Linked DNA regions of Gossypium hirsutum: region 2 is linked to region 1. Evidence: chromatin contacts called from public Hi-C data. All regions are on one chromosome and are shown on one strand. The core of a region is the stretch at or near the end of the contact, and the rest is flanking DNA. Distances in the headings are between cores, read along the strand shown.

Region 1 (3,977 bases), core at 137-2,636:
TGATCCATAATCAAGCCTCCCTAGATTATACCTCCAGGGATAAAAGGACACTTATATTTTCCGCCATTTAGCCTAGGCGAAAATTAAACATCAAAGTACTAGAATTTGACCTCCATGATTTGAGAACCACAAGGTGACATAATATCAATTTGCTACAACATTGACAAAATCATGCATACAAAACAAACTAAAGAAAAACCAAATTTTACACTAAAAATGCTAATAAAATTTGCAATTTGGAGATAAAATTCTGACCTCCAGGACTAGTATAGACTACCGGATAAGTATAATAGTAGAGAAACAAAGCTTTTAAGCTATTCCAAACAAGAAGCTGAGTTTAAAATATTTAAAAAGGTAGAGGATGAAATTAATGAAAAATCAACCGGTTAAGGAGTTGACGTTTGGAGGCATCAGAGAAGACAATTCGTCCCAATTTCAAACGATCAACTTGGTCATCATCTTGTAGAATGTCCGGTCCGAACGCCGCCACCACTTTTTTGTACCCGCCAGAGTTCTTCTTCAAGGCATCCTGCAAAAAAAAAGTACCAGTTCGTAATTTCAATCAAACAGGTGATATGCCCCCAAAAAATTGAAAAAAAAAAAGGGAGCGTACCCGAGCGATGATGTCAGCATCGACGACGGGAATATGGTTGTGCTTGAACATGGAAGAGACAGTACTCTTCCCTGAAGCAATCCCCCCGGTCAGTCCTACTAACCTCATTTTTGCTCCCTGTTTCAGATCTTTCCCTTTGACCAATCCCCTGTTTCCTTCGCCGCTTACCTTACTACCTACTTTATTAAAAAAAAATTTAACAAATCTCCAGATGCCCAATTTCGTATATAATTACTGTTAATTAAACTTAATTAACAATTTAAAAAAAAAGAAGAAGAAGGTGATTTCATATTTGAAATGATTTAATTCCAATTACAAATTAAATTAGATTTCCGATTCAAAAATAGACGTGTAACATATGAAATATAGAAATACCGAAGATAGAGAAATAAAACTCGTGTCACCAACACCCTTTGGATCCCAAAAGAACCCAGCAGCATTCGGCTTTCTTTGTTTCTGCCCAAAATGGCTCAACTTACCACCTCATTTACACACACCTGAAAGTGGAGCACACCATACACAGTAGTACAATGTCGTAAATTTGGGGTAAATTAGAAAAAAAACTGATTTTTTATAATAAAAAAAATTAAAGAAACAAGCTGATTTATGTGATATTTATCGAAAAATGTAAAAATGCGTGGCTAAATGCGTCTAGCAAGGCCCGCTTTATTACACAGACAACTAAATGATCCTTTTAGATGCGATTTCACTCTGACTAGGTCAAAAAACAAGCTTCGTTAGAAGCTTTTTTCCCCAAACATCGAATTTCTTAATGACAATAAAAATGATTAGTTTTATTTTTATATAAACCCAAGCATTTTCCTCATTTTTTCATTTAAATCTATTTCTTTCGGTCTCTCAATTGTCTCAACTTTTTAATTCTAAAATTTCAATTAAAACTCTCTCAAATTTATCTTGATTTAATTCTTTATTTCGATTTTTAGTCGTTTTAATTGAATTTTGCAATGGCAAATACTCTTATTCGTTTGAATGACAATAATATTTTCATGGTCTAATTGTAAATGGTAAGAAAATATTTCTATTTTTTTAATTTTATTTAAGTTCATTATTAAGTTATTAGAATTATTAAATTTTAAAAAAATTTACTTTTTTCTAATCAGGCGGAATATCGGATTTTGGAGACATGACAATCTATCTTCAAGTGCATCGCCTACAAGTCAACCCTACTTGGAAGATGCAGGATTCTTGCGCATGTCCCATATGCTAGGGGTGTAAAATAGACCCCCACACTTATCAACGCAGTGATGGAAAGATGGAGACCTGAGACATATTCCATTTTACGTGCGGTGAGTGTACAATCACACTCGAGGATGTTCAATTACATCTCGATTTATTGATGGATAGGCCACTCGTTATGTGATCAGTGGTCGTTGCCGGTTGGAGCACAAATTGCGAGCAATTGTTAGGCAAGGTGCCGGACAAGTTTTACGGTAGCCAGATAGAGTTGAAATGGTTGCAAGATAGTTTCAAATATATGTACGAGATAGTTCGAGTGCCTTTGAAAGAAAACAGCATGCCTGAGCATACATTTTGAGGTTAATCGAGGGTGTTCTAATGCTTCAATAAATCTCGAACTCTTGTACATTTAAGGTGGTTGCGACAACTCGTCGACTTAAAAGAAACAAGCCGACTCAATTGGAGATCAATCATGCTGGCGACGTACCAAGAGATATGTCAGGCTACACAACTAAAATAAAATAAAATCGGTAACAAGGTAAATTTTATTCACTCGTAACAAGGTAAAATTCATTTGATAATATAGTAACCACAATAATTTTTTTTTTTTGCATTCTTATATTTTTAAATTGACATTTTATTTGAATTAACATATTATTTGAATAGGTGAAACTATAGCTCAAGTTATATGGAACTACCGAAGGAGCTCAAAGATATCAGTCTATTGTTGGATCAACAATCGAAAGTCGAGGTTAGTTTTTTAAAAAATTTCAATCATATAATATTGAAATAATGATTTCAAATTAATACTAAGTAGATAATGAACTTTATTATTTCGTATTATAGTTTGAATGGACATCATACTTTGATCCGGGAATTCAACAATGCATCCCATCCAAAATGTTAGTCAATCCCAATATCTGGCATATTCACGTGCCATTGATTGTATACGCCATAGTGGAGATGTATACTAACATTCATGTAGCAAGAATGGATGGGAAGAATGCCACAAGCCATGGATCAAAGCTCGTCACTAATGGGCACAAAACGTCTCATGGAGGTTAACAGATAATGGAGCACATTCAACCCATTTAAACTGAACCTATTCGTAGAATATAATAGCAAAAGCCTATCTACTTAAAGCTTTGGTGGCCCAGTGAAGCACTCCAGTAAAAATAGAGTTACCAAGGTAAACAGTGTAAATCCTAAAGGGATAAAATTGTATAGAGTTTAAATCCCTTAGGGCTCTCATCTTGTAGATAATGACGAATTTTAGTCGTTGATGTAAATCGATTTGTACCGTTGGATTTGGGTGAGCTCAAGTATAAATAAAGTCCTCCCCCTTCATTTGCAATTACATCATTCACTTCATTTTTTTCGAGTTAATATATTTAGAGCTTTTACTCAAAAATTTATGTGCATTCTTTCTTTGTGGCTTTTTTTGTTCGTTCGTAGCTTTTTCTATTTCACAGTTGTGTCCGTTTTGCTTCGGTTCCTTGGAGAATTTCTACAAAAATTCTTAATTTTTGAAAGGTAAGCTAACTTAGGCACATTTGAAGTGAAGGAATCGCCTAAGGCCGCAATAGGGTGTAAGGTGTAGGGTTTAGGGCAACAATAGGAAAATTTGGTAGGGAGTGTATATATATATGCTTGTGTTGTCATTATGAGTGTATATATATATGCTTAAAAAAAAACACTTCTGACTCCATAAGCACTTTTGAAAGAAAAACTGTGAAGAACAAGCTGTTTTTGGCTGAAATTTTTAGCTTTTCAGAAGTGCTTTTCAAAAGTAATTCTGAAAAGGAGAAGCTAAAAATTTTAGTTTTTCTTCTCCCAAAAGCACTTTTGGTACTTAATTACTTTTTCACCCCTCCAATAACATAGTATTTTTCTTTTTTTTTCTTTGTGCTTAATTACAATTGTGTTAAAATAAAAAAATATTTTTTTAAATACTAATTACAAATATTTAATGGTTATATTTAAATATTTAAAATATAGTTTATATATTCTAATTAAATTTTATAAATAGTTAATATTTATTGCTTAAAAATATTTACAATTTATATTTCATATATAAAATATTAACAACAAGTTATAATAATTTTTTATATTATTACTAAAATATAATAATATTAACTAATTTAAATATTATTTAAATGCATATTTG
Region 2 (4,327 bases), core at 814-3,313, 34 kb after region 1:
AGTTTAGATCTCGCATCAATGTCTTATGGCCCAAATACTTATGAGTTGACCCATAGTTTTCCCTTTATTGTTAAAACACATTCATCTGTTCAATTACTTACATATAATAACCCATTATGGCACAGAGAATCAGAGCATGATGTCATGTCACATTTTTTTAACTTATTCATTTACGCACTTCCTTTTTAACTTATTAAGCTTATAACCATCAGTAACCTTAAGTAAAATGTAGATAGACAAGACCATCCAGACACAACCAGAGAGTATATAAGTGCTTGACCATAAAGTACCATATCTCATCCTTCCAAAACAACACCATAAAGCAAATAAGTGTTAGTTTGCCAAAACACACCAGGGAGCACGTAAATGTTAAGCTTGAAGGCATCAAATAGTGCACATGAGTGTAGAGCTCGAAGGCAATAAAGAGTGTACATACTAAATTCAAGGCTAAAAGGCATAAGAGAAATGCATGTAGTCCCTATTAGCATACCAATCATATCCCAACTTAAAAAATTATTTCAACATATAGGTACTCAATCATACAAATGATTCATATATTTATATGCATATCATAGCTACATTCAAGTGTTCCATGTCACATATACGCATAACACGATTATCTACTTGAGTAGCAGTTACTAAAATATTTATTTTTAAATGCACACAATTCAAGATCAAGATCTATTTAATGTTTTAGAAATTATACTTACTAACCTTTACCATAAAAAAAAAATCAGAATATTCACACAAGTGAATTAATTCCAAAACTTTTTATAATTACCTTTTTTATTTTGCTGCCAGACGGTTTTGACCTTCCTTCGGTTAAAAATGTTTATCTTTAATACATAATTCATAATTCATTACCATTTATTCCATTATAAACTAGATTCAATAATCATTTCATACATATAAGGATCATATTCTAATTCATTTTATACAATTTATAACAATTTTTCGAAGTTGAAACATGGGAAACTACTAACACTTTAACCTTGACACACTAAAATAAATTTATCTCATTTTAAAAAAATTCAAACACAAGTTTCATTTGTTCTAATAAAAATTAGTATCATTAAGATTTTTGACCATATATGGTTCAAATTTTAATTAAATTTCTAAAATTTTTGGTAAATTTTTAAAGTTACATGTGACACCCCACACCCAACTTGATTGTCGGATCCGACGGTGTAACATCACAGTACGTTGCTAAAGCAACTCATATCAAACATACACAACATTCCATATAATTAAATCTCATAAATACTTTTCGAACATAATCTAATTGAGTTGTTAAGACTATAGAAGATCCAATACACATAAAAAAATAAATATCAATGGCTAGAGGATAAATTTCCATGCATCTTTTAGTTAAGTTTTCATGTTTTAATATTTATGAGCATGTTTATATTTTGCATAAAATATTTAGAGATATCTAAAAAATTGAAGGAAACCATACAAAAAAAAGGGGGGGGACATGAAGACTTTTGTTCCTTCTTTTGGGGTTTCAATTTTTTAGAAAGAGGAGAGTGAAGGTTTTGTTTGTTAGTTTCGATTATTAGAAGAAGCCATGAGAGTTGAGGGAATATGAAAGAAGAAAGGAGAGTTGAAAGAGAGGGATTTTTTTTCAAAGTTTATTATTAAAAAAATTTAATTTTGCAATTGCGTACGAATAAACCCATAATTAATTGAATAATGATTTATAATTTAGTGGTGATTAATATTAAGTTTCTTAACAATTAAAACAAAAATAAAAAAAGTAAGGATCAAATTGACAAAAAGTTTAAAGCTTGAGGGGTTAAATTTGTAATTGTACCTAATATTTTAACATAGTTAACCGTAAAAGTTAATGGAGGGACTGGAAATGAGCAAATCAAAAAGTAAAAGAACCAATTTTAAGCAAATAAAAGTAGAGTGACTAAAACTACACAAGTCAATAAGTGCAGGGACTATCCTTGAAGTTTAACCTCATATTAATTAGTGGGGCACATTTTCAAGCTTTGTAGAACTCCAATAAAAGCTTGGGCTTGTGGATGATTGATAACTAGGGTTATTTGGGCTCTTGATAATGGAGAAATGTATTTGGGTCACTTAGGATGTATTCCGCACTTCGAATCCAATTAGGGCATACATTAGGAAATTTTATTTTATGGATGATTCCCATCACATTATATATGGTCATTTTTCAATTATTTTATGGTATTTCAACAATTTTTTTATGTTATTGACACATAATTTTAGTATTTTCTTTATCTTAAACCCCAAACTTAGAATCTCGAACCTTAAACATTGAATCTCGAACCCTAAACTTAAAGCCGAATTTAAGTTTGGGTTCGGGGTTTGGTTTTGGAGTTCAAGTTTAGAGTTCGAGATTTTAATATTCAAGTAAAAAAATTATCAATATTATGTGTCAATGACATGGAAAAAATTGCTGAAATGTCATTAAATAATTAGAAATTGACTGTGGTGGGAATTATCCATAAAATAATTTCTCGCACATTAGTATTTGAATTTAGTAACTTTTTTCAATTTTGGTTCATATAATGACGTAACACTCAAAAATTGTCACATCATCACCTAATTTTTTTTTTATAAAAAACAGTCGTTTTTAGGTGATTGCATGACACGATATTAAAATATCACATCAATTATTCAAGTTTATCATACTAAAATGTATTTTTTTTTCTTTCTTATTTTGTTTTGAAAATTTTTTCAAATATATATGGTGTAACAAGATTTTAATTAATTTTTTAATTTAACTCATACAATTTCACTCAATTCGACTTGATTTCATTTCAGTCGATTCAATTAAAAAAATTAAATCGAGTCAGAATGATAAAATAAGACTCAACAACTCGATTAACTTAAAATTTTTTCATTCAATTCGACTTAATCCAATCGAACGATAACCCCAACCACAACTTCTAAAACCTAAATCCATTAAAGAAATTTAATTAGTTCAAATCTTGATGGTCTAATTGTGTTTTCCAATACCATCTTTGTTTATTCAAGTGCACAGGAAACTTGAATACAAGTTGTACAATTTTGTATTCCCATGTCTCAATTAGTATACTATAATTTTCTTGGGATTAGACCATTACACTATAATATATAATATCCATTTAATTTTCTTAATTTAATGTCGGCTTTTTTTGACACAATATTTAAAATTATTCATAGCGTCTCTCAATCTATAGATAGGAGGATAATGCGTTTCAACACACTCAAACACCAATTTGATTGAATTAGGTTAAATTTTAAAATGTTTTATAGGCGAGAAAAAGAGGAGAGGATAACATGAAGAGAAGTTGAAAGAGAAAAAGAGAAATTGGAGATAATAAAAGAGGTGGGGCCAGCATTCCTTGACTCACGAATCTTTGTCTGCCTTGTGCACTGGCAAACGACCAGTTCCATTTCAATGTCTGAATCAAACCTTAGCTGGTTTAACCAATTTGTTTTTGTTTTCATTCAAATCCCCATATTTTCAATTTTGAAATATAGATTCTGATAATATTTATTTTTTACGAGAGCTTATTTAAAATTATTCGTAGTCTTTTCTTAATTCATAAATAGGAGGATAATATACTTTAATATGTTCGGATTTACGTTCTCTTGTATTGATAATAATACTCATACCAATCGAATTAAGACTCAATTCTATTTTTTTAAATAGTGAGTGTTATTTCATATTTTTAAAATGACAGAAAGAGTAAATGGAAAATATATAAAGGTGGGTGTTGACTTTGGTTAAAAAAAGGATATTTATTGAAGATCCCAAGGAGATTAAATGCCTAGAGACCCGGCAAAGGCAAAGGCAACACACCTCCTTCATCTCTGTCTGTGTCATCATCTCAACAGAAATTCCGCAGAATCTTGATGCATGCTTGCTTTTGTTTCACTATCAATTTCAAACCCCTACTTCCTTCTTCGGTCAACATCAGATCCAACTTTTACTCTGAGTAAAATTCGATTCGATCTGAAAAAATTAAAAAATAAATTTAAATTTTTGAGTTAATCAAATTGAATTATTCGAGTCAACTTAAATTGAAATTTACAATTTGAATATCAAATTGGTATAAATACTCCTTTAGTCTCTGTTAATTTTGAAAATGAGCAAAATGATCTCTTTCAACAAAAATTACAAAGAAAAAATTAAAATATTTTTTAAAATTCAAAATATTTATAAAAGTTCTAAAATTCAAAAAAATTCTGAAGAATATATAAAGAAAGTTAAAATTTTCTCAAATAATATTTTTGAGACATAAATAAGTTAATTAATTATTCAAGTTTATCATACTAAAGTATCTTTATTATTATTATATGTTTTCAA

The links. A called contact is a pair of places that touch in the nucleus more often than the background predicts.
Region 2: a Hi-C map of leaf shows a contact between it and region 1, with 2.7 times the contacts expected there. The contact joins the enhancer-like site here to the promoter of LOC107902388 in region 1. A contact is called at or near these places in 6 of 34 Hi-C or Micro-C datasets (fibers, leaf and seedling).

Annotation. Positions count from the first base shown.
Region 1 is chrD04:834,484-838,460 of Gossypium_hirsutum_v2.1, forward strand. It overlaps LOC107902388 (dephospho-CoA kinase), which reads right to left and starts at 1,387. Exons shown (of 4, transcript XM_016828591.2): 1 at 989-1,387; 2 at 614-789; 3 at 384-529. The coding sequence starts at 721.
Region 2 is chrD04:867,693-872,019 of Gossypium_hirsutum_v2.1, forward strand. No RefSeq gene overlaps it. Among protein-coding and RNA genes, the nearest start is that of LOC107902442, 6.6 kb to the right of the region's middle. Within about 2 kb of position 2,064, at least 2 of the 9 cell types and tissues checked have an H3K27ac peak or open chromatin away from gene starts, as enhancers often do. A contact at or near this core is called in leaf, where this site is marked.